Regions from separate parts of the Sus scrofa genome. Here all the other regions are linked to region 3. Evidence: chromatin contacts called from public Hi-C and promoter capture Hi-C data. All regions are on one chromosome and are shown on one strand. Each heading gives the region's core, a stretch centred on a gene start, on an enhancer-like site or on the middle of the called end of the contact. The rest is flanking DNA. Distances are from core to core; before and after follow the strand shown. Region 1 holds the start of C2H19orf70 (chromosome 2 open reading frame, human C19orf70). Region 2 holds the start of LONP1 (lon peptidase 1, mitochondrial). Region 3 holds the start of DUS3L (tRNA-dihydrouridine(47) synthase [NAD(P)(+)]-like).

The links. Promoter capture Hi-C pulls out the DNA fragments that hold promoters and counts their contacts. A called contact is a pair of places that touch in the nucleus more often than the background predicts.
Region 1: a contact with region 3 is called in a Hi-C map of liver, with 4 times the contacts expected there. The contact joins the promoter of C2H19orf70 here to the promoter of DUS3L in region 3. A contact is called at or near these places in 3 of 5 promoter capture datasets (fetal liver, fetal skeletal muscle and liver), 16 of 47 Hi-C or Micro-C datasets (alveolar macrophages, blood, brain and 10 more) and 2 of 2 datasets of contacts at active chromatin or transcription factors (alveolar macrophages and skeletal muscle).
Region 2: a contact with region 3 is called in a promoter capture Hi-C map of liver, with 5 times the contacts expected there. The contact joins the promoter of LONP1 here to the promoter of DUS3L in region 3. A contact is called at or near these places in 3 of 5 promoter capture datasets (fetal liver, fetal skeletal muscle and liver), 18 of 47 Hi-C or Micro-C datasets (alveolar macrophages, brain, embryonic fibroblasts and 9 more) and 1 of 2 datasets of contacts at active chromatin or transcription factors (alveolar macrophages).

What each region holds. Positions count from the first base shown.
Region 1 is chr2:73,293,404-73,296,896 of Sscrofa11.1, reverse strand. C2H19orf70 (chromosome 2 open reading frame, human C19orf70) reads right to left here and starts at 1,685. Exons shown (of 4, transcript NM_001097463.2): 1 at 1,618-1,685; 2 at 809-986; 3 at 573-624; 4 at 66-282. The coding sequence starts at 1,646. The coding sequence ends at 185. HSD11B1L (hydroxysteroid 11-beta-dehydrogenase 1-like protein) reads left to right here and starts at 2,220. Exons shown (of 9, transcript XM_013994748.2): 1 at 2,220-2,384; 2 at 2,518-2,687. The coding sequence starts at 2,684.
Region 2 is chr2:73,265,048-73,268,591 of Sscrofa11.1, reverse strand. LONP1 (lon peptidase 1, mitochondrial) reads right to left here and starts at 2,282. Exons shown (of 18, transcript NM_001243220.1): 1 at 1,838-2,282. The coding sequence starts at 2,269. CATSPERD (cation channel sperm-associated protein subunit delta) reads left to right here and starts at 2,434. Exons shown (of 22, transcript XM_005661304.3): 1 at 2,434-2,998. The coding sequence starts at 2,925.
Region 3 is chr2:73,195,736-73,199,153 of Sscrofa11.1, reverse strand. DUS3L (tRNA-dihydrouridine(47) synthase [NAD(P)(+)]-like) reads right to left here and starts at 1,540. Exons shown (of 13, transcript XM_003123092.4): 1 at 1,322-1,540; 2 at 287-575; 3 at 1-65. The coding sequence starts at 1,428.

The sequences.
Region 1 (3,493 bases), core at 436-2,935, 98 kb before region 3:
GTCAGGCTTGATGAGCCCCCAGGATCCAGAAGCTCAAGCCCTGGGGGCCAGCACAGAGGTCAGGGAACATTTCCAAGTCCTTTATTGAGCCGGCAAGGCTGGGAGCTGCCCTCAAGCATGGGGTCCAAGTCTGGTGTCCATGGTGCCTTGTTCCCACCTGGGGCAGGCAGCCTCCTCTGACAGGCTACTTGGTTCGCTCCTTCAGGTATTCCCAGCCCTCCTTGGAGTACTCTCGAGCCTTTGAGGGGGCCACAGACAGAGCCGACATCACCTTGATGACGCCTGTGGAAAGGGAGAGCCAGGTGCCTTCAGCGAGGACTTTTACAGGCAGCAGCTCTGTCAATTCCATGCAAGGAAAACAGGCAAAGGCCACACTCGCTCTGTTGTGGCCTCAGGCCCTCAAAGGAGGCGCCATCTGGCTCCCACCTCCCTGGAATCTCCACCTCCTTTTCTCCTTCAGATCCACAGGAGGTGCACACAGAGTTGGACAGGGAGTGACGAAAAGAAATGGCCAAGAAGGAAGGTGGGAGGTATCTGCAGCCAACCCCCCAGGTAGATGGCCTGGGGCCTACCTGAATTCCAGTAGTCCCGTATGTGAAAGTTAAACTTTGGAGGGGCTGGGAGCTGGGAAGAGAGAGGGAGAAGGGGCTGCTGAAAGAGTAAGGCCCAGCAGCCCCATCCGCCCTCACAGGCAGGGAGAGCAGCACAAGCCCCATGGCAGAGGATCAAGGGACCAGGATCAAAGACCACCCCAGAGCAGACACCCCAGCTCCCACCAAGCTTTAGTCTTGATCCCAGCTCGGGGTACCTGGGGTATCTTCAGGCCAGTCTGCTCGCACACGTACTGGCTGAACTGGTACACAGCAGGGGGGACCACCTCCTCGGCTTTCTGAAGGGCAGCCTGGCTCTTGTCGCTGGGCCCCAGCAGGTCCTGGTCATATACCAGGTAGATAGCGCCCCCAGCCACACTGCCCTTGATGAGGAACCTGCATGGAAGGAAAGGAACCACAGGGTAGGGGTGGGGGGCTCAAGTCCAAAGAGTGACATACCTGAAGCCAGGCAGCTAATGGGGAAGCACAGGGCACCTTGGGAGCCAAGAGGCGTGCATGAGCCCTCCCATGCACAACACTTAGAGTGTACAAAAGGCAGGGGTACTCAGCTCTGTTTAGTAAACTGAAGCCTGGAGAGGCACAATGTCACTTGAGATCCTGCAGAGGGCAGGGGTCAGTGAAAACAAGACCACTGACCGCTTTCTACCTTCCAGCCCCGAGAGGGATGCTCCGAGAGGAGCCAGCGGGGGTCCCTGGTCGTTTCCTGTGTCAAACGCTGCTCTGGGTGCACATTAACTTCCCAACAAACGCGTGCGACACTCCCATTTTACAGATCAGGCAGCTGAAACTCGGACGGGTCTAGTGTACGGAATGCAGAGGGAAGGAGTCGCTAGGAAGCGGGAAGGCGGCGACAGGAGGGAGAACTCGGTAAGCTCCACCCTGTCTGAACCGACACGGGAAACCTGACACTACGGCAGCGAAGAGCCGGTCGTAAGCAAACCAGATGGGGGTGCCCACAGAAGTAAATATTTTGGGGGCTTGAGGCCCGCCCAGTAGCCCCACGAACCTCATCAGCGACCACACTCGAGGTACCATGATCACTCAGCTCCGTGCGCAAGGACACTCGGCTCGCCCGCCGCTTCCGGTCGCGGCGCCGCAGAGGCCTCTGGGAAGCGTGGTCGCCTGTCAGGCGCAAAGGCCTCCGGGACATGAAGTCTCGGCTGCGAGACGCCAGAGAGGGGTTTCTGTTCCGCTGCAAAATGAGTCCTCGAACCTTAGTCTTCGGGGCCGGCAGCCGCAAAGCTGTCTGGGAAAAGTAGTTGTCACGTCCAGTAAGGCTCTGGAAAGCTAGTTTAAGCGGCCAAGCCTCCTGGGAAATGCAGTTCGGAGCGGAATGGCCGTGGTGACGTGAGGGAAAGAGGAGTTGGGTGTCTGGAGTAAGACCTGAGGGTGACACACGAAATTTCGGCACCTGGGAGATCCACCAGCGCAGGCCTGGGAAGAGAGTACTGGAAAGCCGGTTGTCACGGCAACACGAAGGCGGAATTTAGGAGACAGGCGGGCCTTAGTCACGTGGTCGAATCAGTGTGGCTTCACTACAGGGGCGGGGATAGAAGGTAGCCAGGCTGAGGCTGTTGCCCGGCAACGCCGGGCGCGGAGATTCCAAAAGTCTAGCCCCTCCCCCTGAGTAGGTGGGCTCTGGGTCACGTGACTCAGACCCTACTGGAGGGGGCGCGGTCGGCGGCCATCCCGACACCGCGAGGGCGGGGAGGTACGCGCGTGGCTCCCAAGCCCGGACCCCAGCCCCACTGGACGGCGGGAGAAACTGAGTGGGTGAGTGCGCGGTTGTGAGCATGCAGTGGGCTGCACGCCCTCTTTGTCCAGATGGGAAACTGAGGCCGGGCGAGGTCCGGAGGCCAGTCGGTTCTGTAAGGATCAGGTTTCCGCTTTTCCTCCCTCTTTGCAGCCTGGGTGTTTCATCCATCCATTCGTTCATCCACCCACCTAGCTATCACCCAGCCCTTGCGGGGCTGCTGTGTTCAGGACCCGGTTGAAAGAGGGCTAAGCTGAGGCCCTTCAGGGCTTTCCCTGGAAGTGGCAGATCGTCCCCTGCTGAGGGGACGCCGGCGTGAATGGGTAAGGCCGAGGAGTTCATTTTTCTGTGAACTGGAAGATTCATAGATAGGACGTAGGGTAAATGAGGATGAACAGAAAGGCAGCGGCCAGACCTTCTGGGTCTTGTGGGCTAAGGTGAGGAAACGGTCTCCATTTCGGACAGTGAGACGCCTTGGGAGGGTTTGGAGCAGGAAGGAACATTCCAGAATTTTTTTGGACAAAGATCCCTATGGCTGCTTGGAGAGAATAGAGTGGGAGGAAGGGAGTGTGAAGATGCGAGAGCCAGAGAGAAGGCAGATGGAACTTTGCCGTAGGGACAAAGGAGGTAGGACTGATTTAGTGCTTGGAGATATGGGGGCTCCCCAAGGCCACCACCTCTCAGCCTCCTGGGTTCTAGAAGTCTACCTCTCTTCTTTGCCCCATGGAATTCATAGGATAGAAACTCCAAGATATATGATTGGCCTGTGCCCTTTTCAGGGGAGGCCCATGATCCACTGAACTTAAAGCACCTGGCCCGTTCTCCCTGGAACAAGTAAATCAGCTCCCACAGCTGAAATCACATCTTAACCTGGTGTCATGGGCACATCTGTCTGCCATATCCTATTCCTTCTGGATATCTCCAGACCAAGTTGTTTTTCTGAGCTTCCCCCAGCTCTCACATTCCTCCTATCACTTTGGGCCAGTCTAGTATATAGTCAGCACTTACTGCATGTCTGGCAGTTTAGGACATCGAAGATCCAAAAGTGATCAGCACAGGAGTTCCCATTGTGGCACAATAGGATTGGCAGTGTCTTGGGAGCTCTGGGATGCAGGTTCAATCCCCAGCC
Region 2 (3,544 bases), core at 1,033-3,532, 69 kb before region 3:
ATGGCTGGGCCCCACCCCTGGAGTTTCTGATTCAAGAGGGCTGAAGTGGGCCTGAGAGTCTGCAATTTCAAGAACGCTCCCAGATGATGCCTATGCTGCCGGTTCAGGGACCACGCTTTGAGAGGCAGAATTTTAATTCACTCCACTCCTACGTGGTATGGGAATTTCTGACACTATAAATCCATTTTTTCCATACGAAAAGACCATGGTATCTGGCAGGAGAATACATGACCCACAAAAAATTAAAAGCCACTGGTCTATCTATACTCAGAAACCACTAATAAGGAGGTACTGGGAAAAGTTACTCACATACAGCACCAACTGCAAAATCAAACACTGACCAGACCCCATGGAAACTCCCAATTTCTCCTCTGCGCACAGCTGACCGCTACATCTTAACAGCTGTCCCCTCTTTTTGGCAGGATCCTTCTTGGTTATTTGCAAGGTAATCGCAATAGGAATACCACGTGAGAGTAGAACAAGCCAGTCTCATAGGATCTGCAGCAACTCCCACAACTCTCTTGGCTAGCCCTGAGGGGAGTGGGGGACAGACAGAATCTTTTGCAGGAATCCTATCTCCACTTGGGCACTGAGGACAAGGGGCCTCTGCCACTGTGTAGGGCTAAGGGGACCACACTTGCTGAACAGTCCTGGCCCAAGAGGCCTAGGAGGGTAGGAAGGACTGATGGGGGTTGGGGGGGGGTCAAGGAAGGAAAAAGACCTCCGGGTCAAAAGCGCACCACACAGAAAACAGCAGTACCTTATTACGAAGGTATATTAAGCACAAGGCAGTTCTAAACCCTGCACGTGTGACCTCATTTACCTCCTACAACTATCTCTTAAGAAATGAGTTGCTATTATTATGCCCATTTCACAGATGAGACAACGGAGGCCCAGAGGAACCACTTGCCCAGGGGCAGAGAGGCCAGGCTATGATCCCACATGGTTGAGCCCTGGGACCTGCAAGTAACCACTGCCTGCATCAGGGAAGGCCCTTGGAAGGGCAGCAAGACAGGAGAGGAGGTTGTCCCCTCCTTGTGGCTGAATGCTGCCCCTCTATACTGTCCTTTCCCTTGCCAATGGATCCCTGAGATTTGTTCAGCAGAGTCTGGACTGTAAGGGGGGAGGCTGGAGGGTGAAGGTAGAGGCTGACTCATTGTATGACCTTGCTTAGGCAGTTAACAGATAACCTTTCTCCTCCACGGACTCATTTCCACATTACTTTTTTTAAAGGGGTGGGGTGGCATTTGGGTTTTTCCTACTCTAAAACTCAAGTTCCTTGCACTCCCGCTGCTTTCTATTACATCACCCTGGCACTGCTCCCCCATCCCATGACTTTTAGTCTGAAAAGATCTTGTTTACTGTTTCTTCCACCAGAATATAAGATCCTCAGGCCGAGGGGCTGTGTCTGACTTGTCTAACACTTAGAACCGTATCGGGCACATGACGTCAAGAAATAGTAAAAGAATGAATTCTGCTTTCTACCAGAAGGCTGGCCTTCTGGGAGAGAGTGTTATGATAAACATTTACTAAGATCCGCAGAAAAGTAACTGGGCAACAAAGCTTTCAGCTGCCCCAGCACCGAATTTCTATGACTTGGGTTAGTGAACAATCCTAAGCTCACTGGATTCAACTCTCCAGAAGGGAACTGAAGCGGGGAGGAATCTGGCTCAAGTTCACCAAGCTAGTGATGGAAGACTAGGACTCGAACTCTAGCCCTCGAAAAGCCTCGTGCCTGGAAAAAGTCGTGAGGCATGAGAGTGCTAAAGGAGCCCTGGGTCCAACCTGCTACGTAAGGACGTGGGGAAACGGAGGCCAAGGCGGGGGATCTCATTACCTCGACAATCTTGATAAAGCGCGGGAACACTGGGTTGCGCGTAACGGCGATGAGCGGCAGGTGCGGGAATACGTCCGGTATCGTCATGGGCGTTAGCGCCGTTATGACTGGGCCTTCACCGCCGCCGGCGTTGCCTCCCACTCCCGAGGCCCCATCCTCCGCGCCGCCCTCGGGGGCATCCTCGCCACCCGAGAATGCGCCTCCGCTGCTGCGGTTGTTCGCCTCCCAAAGTCCCCGCCAGTGGCCCGCGGCAGCGGGGCCTTGGCCCCACTGCGCCCAGGGAGGCGAGGCGTCGCAGGCCCGCCGGCCTCTGGGCAACCACGCTCTGACTGCAGTCGGAACCCGCCCCGCGGCGGCGGCCAGCAGCGGCCGCCGAAGCGCCCACCACCTCGCAGCTCCCCACAGCCGGACACAGCCTGCACCCGCCGCCATGGCCCGGCCATCCTGGCGGCGCGCTAGACTTGCGTCATTTCCGCTGGCCAGCCTGGGGTGCACGTGACAGCGGGTGCGTGCCGGGGGCCCGCGGGGGGCGTGGCTGGGAACAGGACCGCCGGAGGCGGGACCTGAAAGAGTGGAGGCGGGGCCTATAGGGAGCAGAGCTGGAAGCTTCGAGATTCCTCACTGCAGCCTTCTCTTGCGGCTTCCTAGCTGGCGCGCTTCTTCCGGCCTCTTGGAGAGCTGTGGGCACGCACGATGGCTCCTAGAAAGGGAGCAGGCATGGCTACAAGCGCAGCTCTGGGAACGCGTGGGCAGCCAGGTCCCAGCCCCTGGGTTTAGGCACTTGGATGACAGGCGTATGCTCCAGCTCTTGGGGCGCGTCGCGATTGGTGGATTCGGGCTTCCCGGGAGGTGCTAAGCGCACGCTCGAACTGTAGCCGGCCCGCGGGCGGCCCTGTGCGCGTGCCCAAGAGAAAGGGGGCGTGTTGAGAGTGGTCAGATTCAGGCGTCCTGCGGGAAAAGGTGCGCAAATCCAAGCTCCCCGGCGGACGTGCGCTTTCGCAGGCTATAGTCTGCGCATGCCCAGACTGTGAAGCGACCCGCGGCCGCAGTTCTGGGGTTGTTCGTTGGAGGCAGTGGTCCTAACAGGATGCTGGTGTTAATGCTGGTGACGGTGACTATCTTGCGGCTCTGCCTGCTGTCCAGAGCTCAGCCACTGTGCCGGTGGGGCCGCCCTCCCTGGGCTGGGATGCTGTCGGTGGTTTGGGAGAGTGGGGGCTTATGCCTGAGTGCAAGACTGGGTGGAATCTGGGAAAGACGTTCCCCAACCTCGGTGAAGCTTCCCAGTTTACTCTACTAGGGAGCCAGCTTGATGCACCCCCATACTCCCTTCTCACCCCCCGCAGCTCATCACAAGTCCTCCCGTTGCCACTTCAAAACTTTGGCCCGATTCTCACTCCAAGGCACCTCCACTTAGGCTGTGCCCTCCTGTCCATCCTGGCAGCCAGAGGGGTTGATTATAATATAAAGCAATCTGATCCCTCATTCTCCTCCTCTGCTTCTCTGGGACACCCAGAATAAAACCTAGTGTTCTTGCGCAGTCTTCCTTTTCACGAATGATCTGGCTTGGGTTCCTCAGCAGCGCTATTGACATTTAGGGCCAGATCATTGTCTGGGGTTGGACCATCCTGTACATTGTGGGATGTTAAGCAGCATCCCTGGCCTCCACCCACTTGATGCCAGTAGGATCTCCTTCCCCAGACTTGACCA
Region 3 (3,418 bases), core at 291-2,790:
AGGTAGAGGCTCACATCATGCAGGAAGCGGCAGCGGTCACCATAGAAACATTTAGAGGCTGATTCCTGCAGGGAAACAAGCCGGCAATGAGGGAAGACAGGGAGACAGTCAGGCAACCAGGGATTGAAATGCAGGTCCCTCTCCTCCTGGCAGGGTGTCCTCAGTTTCTTCATGGGCAGATGGGAATGATAACGATTCTTATATCACAAAGTCATGAGGATTGAATGAAGGACAGAGAGGCACACACTCAAGTCCCCTAAAACTTTCTGGTGACAATGACACTCACCTGGATCAGGGAGGGACAGAGCCTGTTCTTGTCATAGTGGGTGGGCTTCACATGAGGCCGGCTCTTGTTCTGGCCCCGGGCCCTCTTCTGAACCTGCGGCTCCTCCCTCTGCTCGGCTGCCTCCTCTGTCTGCCCGTCCTTTGTCTGCCCATCCTCCAGTCGGATACGCTTGGCCTCAGGCTCAACCAGGTCATTGTCATCAGGGTCCCCTGCCTTGGTTTCCTGGCTGGGCTCCTCCCGTCCTTTGGCTTCCAAGAATTCGTGGAATTGCTCCTTGGTGGTGAGGTATCTGCCAACAGATAGGCGGGGGAAACAGGAGTTAGGGAAGAAGTCCCTCTGAGCTCAGAGTCAATGAACGCTGAGAAAAGAGGCTGAAAACACCTGCCCCTGCTTACATGCTTCTGCTGATGGGGTGCTCACTTAGAATCAGTCAGCTGCCAACCTGGGAGCACCTCAGGGCCACAAGGAGTACCTATTTTGTTCCTGGGTCCCCAGAGCCCACACTGATGAGCTGAAGTATAGGCATCAGATGTGAACACCCCTGGCCACGTTAGGATAAAAGAAACTACAAGTCCCAGAGTGTCTTGCAACCAGGCCGCAGCCCGCCACATTTCCCAGCACGCCCTTCAGCCTTACAACCCCCAGCACGCCCCCTCCCCGCCTCCCCGCCTCCCAGCACTTGCTTCAGATTCAATCCCAGATTCTATCTGCGGCTGGCTAGGGGTGCACATGCGCTATTCCCGCCAAATGCTGAGACTACAGTCCCCAGCATGCATGCTGGCCTTGGCATCAAAGCCCGCCCACCCCAGCATGCACCGTGCTGTCCTTCGAGCATGTGACAGTTCCCAACGTGCGCGATCTCAGGTGCTCTCCGGCCCTGAGAGTAGAAAAGAAAGGAGAGCAGAAAAGAAAGAGAGAAGAGCATGCGAGCTTCCCGCCCTGGGCTGCGGCCCCACCTCCCAGCATGCACGGTTCGGGCCCCACTTACGGATGCCGGGAAGGCCCTGAGATACTCCCCCCGCCCCAGAGACTCACTGAGATTTAATGGGCGTCACCCCTCGTTCTGGCTCGCCGGCTCCGGGGTTGCCACCACCACCACCACCACCACTCTCTGCTGGGGCCTCCGCCGCTCCCTCCGCCATCGGTCCCCTTCACCCCCGCTTTGGAGTGTCGCCTTCCGGGTCGCCCGTGTGTCTCCCCTGGTTGTGCCGGGGAAGTGCTCTTGCCCGCGTCGCTCCAAATGACGCCATTGTACGTGTCATGGGGCGGAGCCTGCGTGGGGGTGGGGCCTCAGATTCTTGTACAAACCTCTGATCCTCTTGTGGGAAAGGGAAATGTTAAATGATCCTTTTGGTTCGCTCAAACTGGCCTCCTCCGGGCCACAATCGGCCCAAGGAAGAGTTGTTTTCCTGATGGGGTTTAAAATTTTTTATTTTCAATTTTGTGTGTGTGTGTGTCTTTTTAGAGCCTCACTCGCGGCATATGGAAGTTCCCAGGCTAGGGGTCGAATCAGAGCTGCAGCTGCCGGCCAACGCCACAGCCACAGCAACGGGGGATCCAAGCTGCCTCTGCGACCTACACCACAGTTCATGGCAGTGCCAGATCCTTAACCCACTGAGCGAGGCCAGGGATTGAACCTGTGTCCTTATGGACACTAGTCGCGCTCGTTAACCACTGAGCCACGACAGGAGCTCCTAAAATTTTTTAAATTCTGCTGCTTTTATTTGGGGCGTTCATTCAACAAATAATTTGTTCAGGGCCTGTATGCTAGATGCTGTCCTAGGGATACACCAATGAATAAAACAGACAAAAAAAAACAAAAAACAAAAAACTTTGCCCTTAAGAGTTCAGATAGGAGTGGTGAAGACGATCACATAATAAGTATACTGTATGTTGGATGGTAATGAAGCAGGAAGTGGGAATACCTTTTTTTTTTTTTAATGGCTGCACACATGGCATATGGAAGTTCCCAGCAGCAGCTACAACTAACAGTGCAGCTGTAGCGATGTGGGATCCTTTAACCTGCTGTACCGGACTGGAGATGAAACTCCCACCTCTGCAGCAACCTAAGCCACTTTAGTCAGATTTTAACCCACTGTGCCAGGGCAGGAACTCCCAGGAATGTCATTTTTTGGTGGCTTCAATGCTTAATAGAATGATCAGGGAAAACATTTTCACTGAGAAGCTGACATTGAGTGTTTTTGAGAGAAGTAAGGGAGGAGTTCCTGTCATGGCTCAGTGGAAATGAATCTGACTAGCATCCATGAGGACGCAGGTTCAACCCCTAGCCTCACTCAGTGGGGAAGGATCCGGCGTTGCCATGAGTTGTACTGTAGGTAACAGATGCAGCTCGGATCCTGCGTTGCTGTGGCTGTGGTGTAAACCGGCAGCTGTAAGCTCCCATTCGACCCCTAGCCTGGGAACTTCCATATTCAGGGGTGGCCCTAAAAAGACAAAAATAGAAAAGAAAGTAAGGTTCAATAAATAACAATGAACATTAATGACTACTGTTGTTACTGTTACTTTACTACTATTATTTGCCTTGAATTACGTGAATAGCGCAGAATGGGAACAACCACGCCCTTATAGCGGCCCTTGCATTTCACTGCTAAACTTTTTTTTTGGCCGAGTCCGCAGCATGGAATAGAAGCTCCTGAGCCATGAATATAACCCATGTCGCAGCAGCAACCCAAGCTGCTGCAGTCACAATGCAAGATCCTTAACCCACTGAGCCACAAGGGATCTCCTCATGGCTAAACTTGATGATGTTCCCCTGAGCAGGGAAGTGAGGCAGGAACTCTGTGTTCCTAGAGGTAACAAGTGGGGAAACTGAGGCCTGAGGAGAGAAAGGATTTGCTTGAGGCCACAGGCTAGGCACCAGCTTTTCTAAGACCTGGGAGAAAATGGAGTGGGGGTGGGGAGAAGCTTGTCTTCCATCTCTAGCCTTGGCTGCCCTCTATCGGACAATCTGGGAATAAAGTGGTGGAATCTGGGAGGAAACCACCACAGTCCTTGGGAGACTCTTGCCGCCGCCCGCCCCCCCCACGTCCAGGGACAGGAGCTCACTTGTTCAATGGGAGGTGCCTGTCCCATTGCCCTCCAAGATTCTACCATCATGTCCCCGGTGTCATC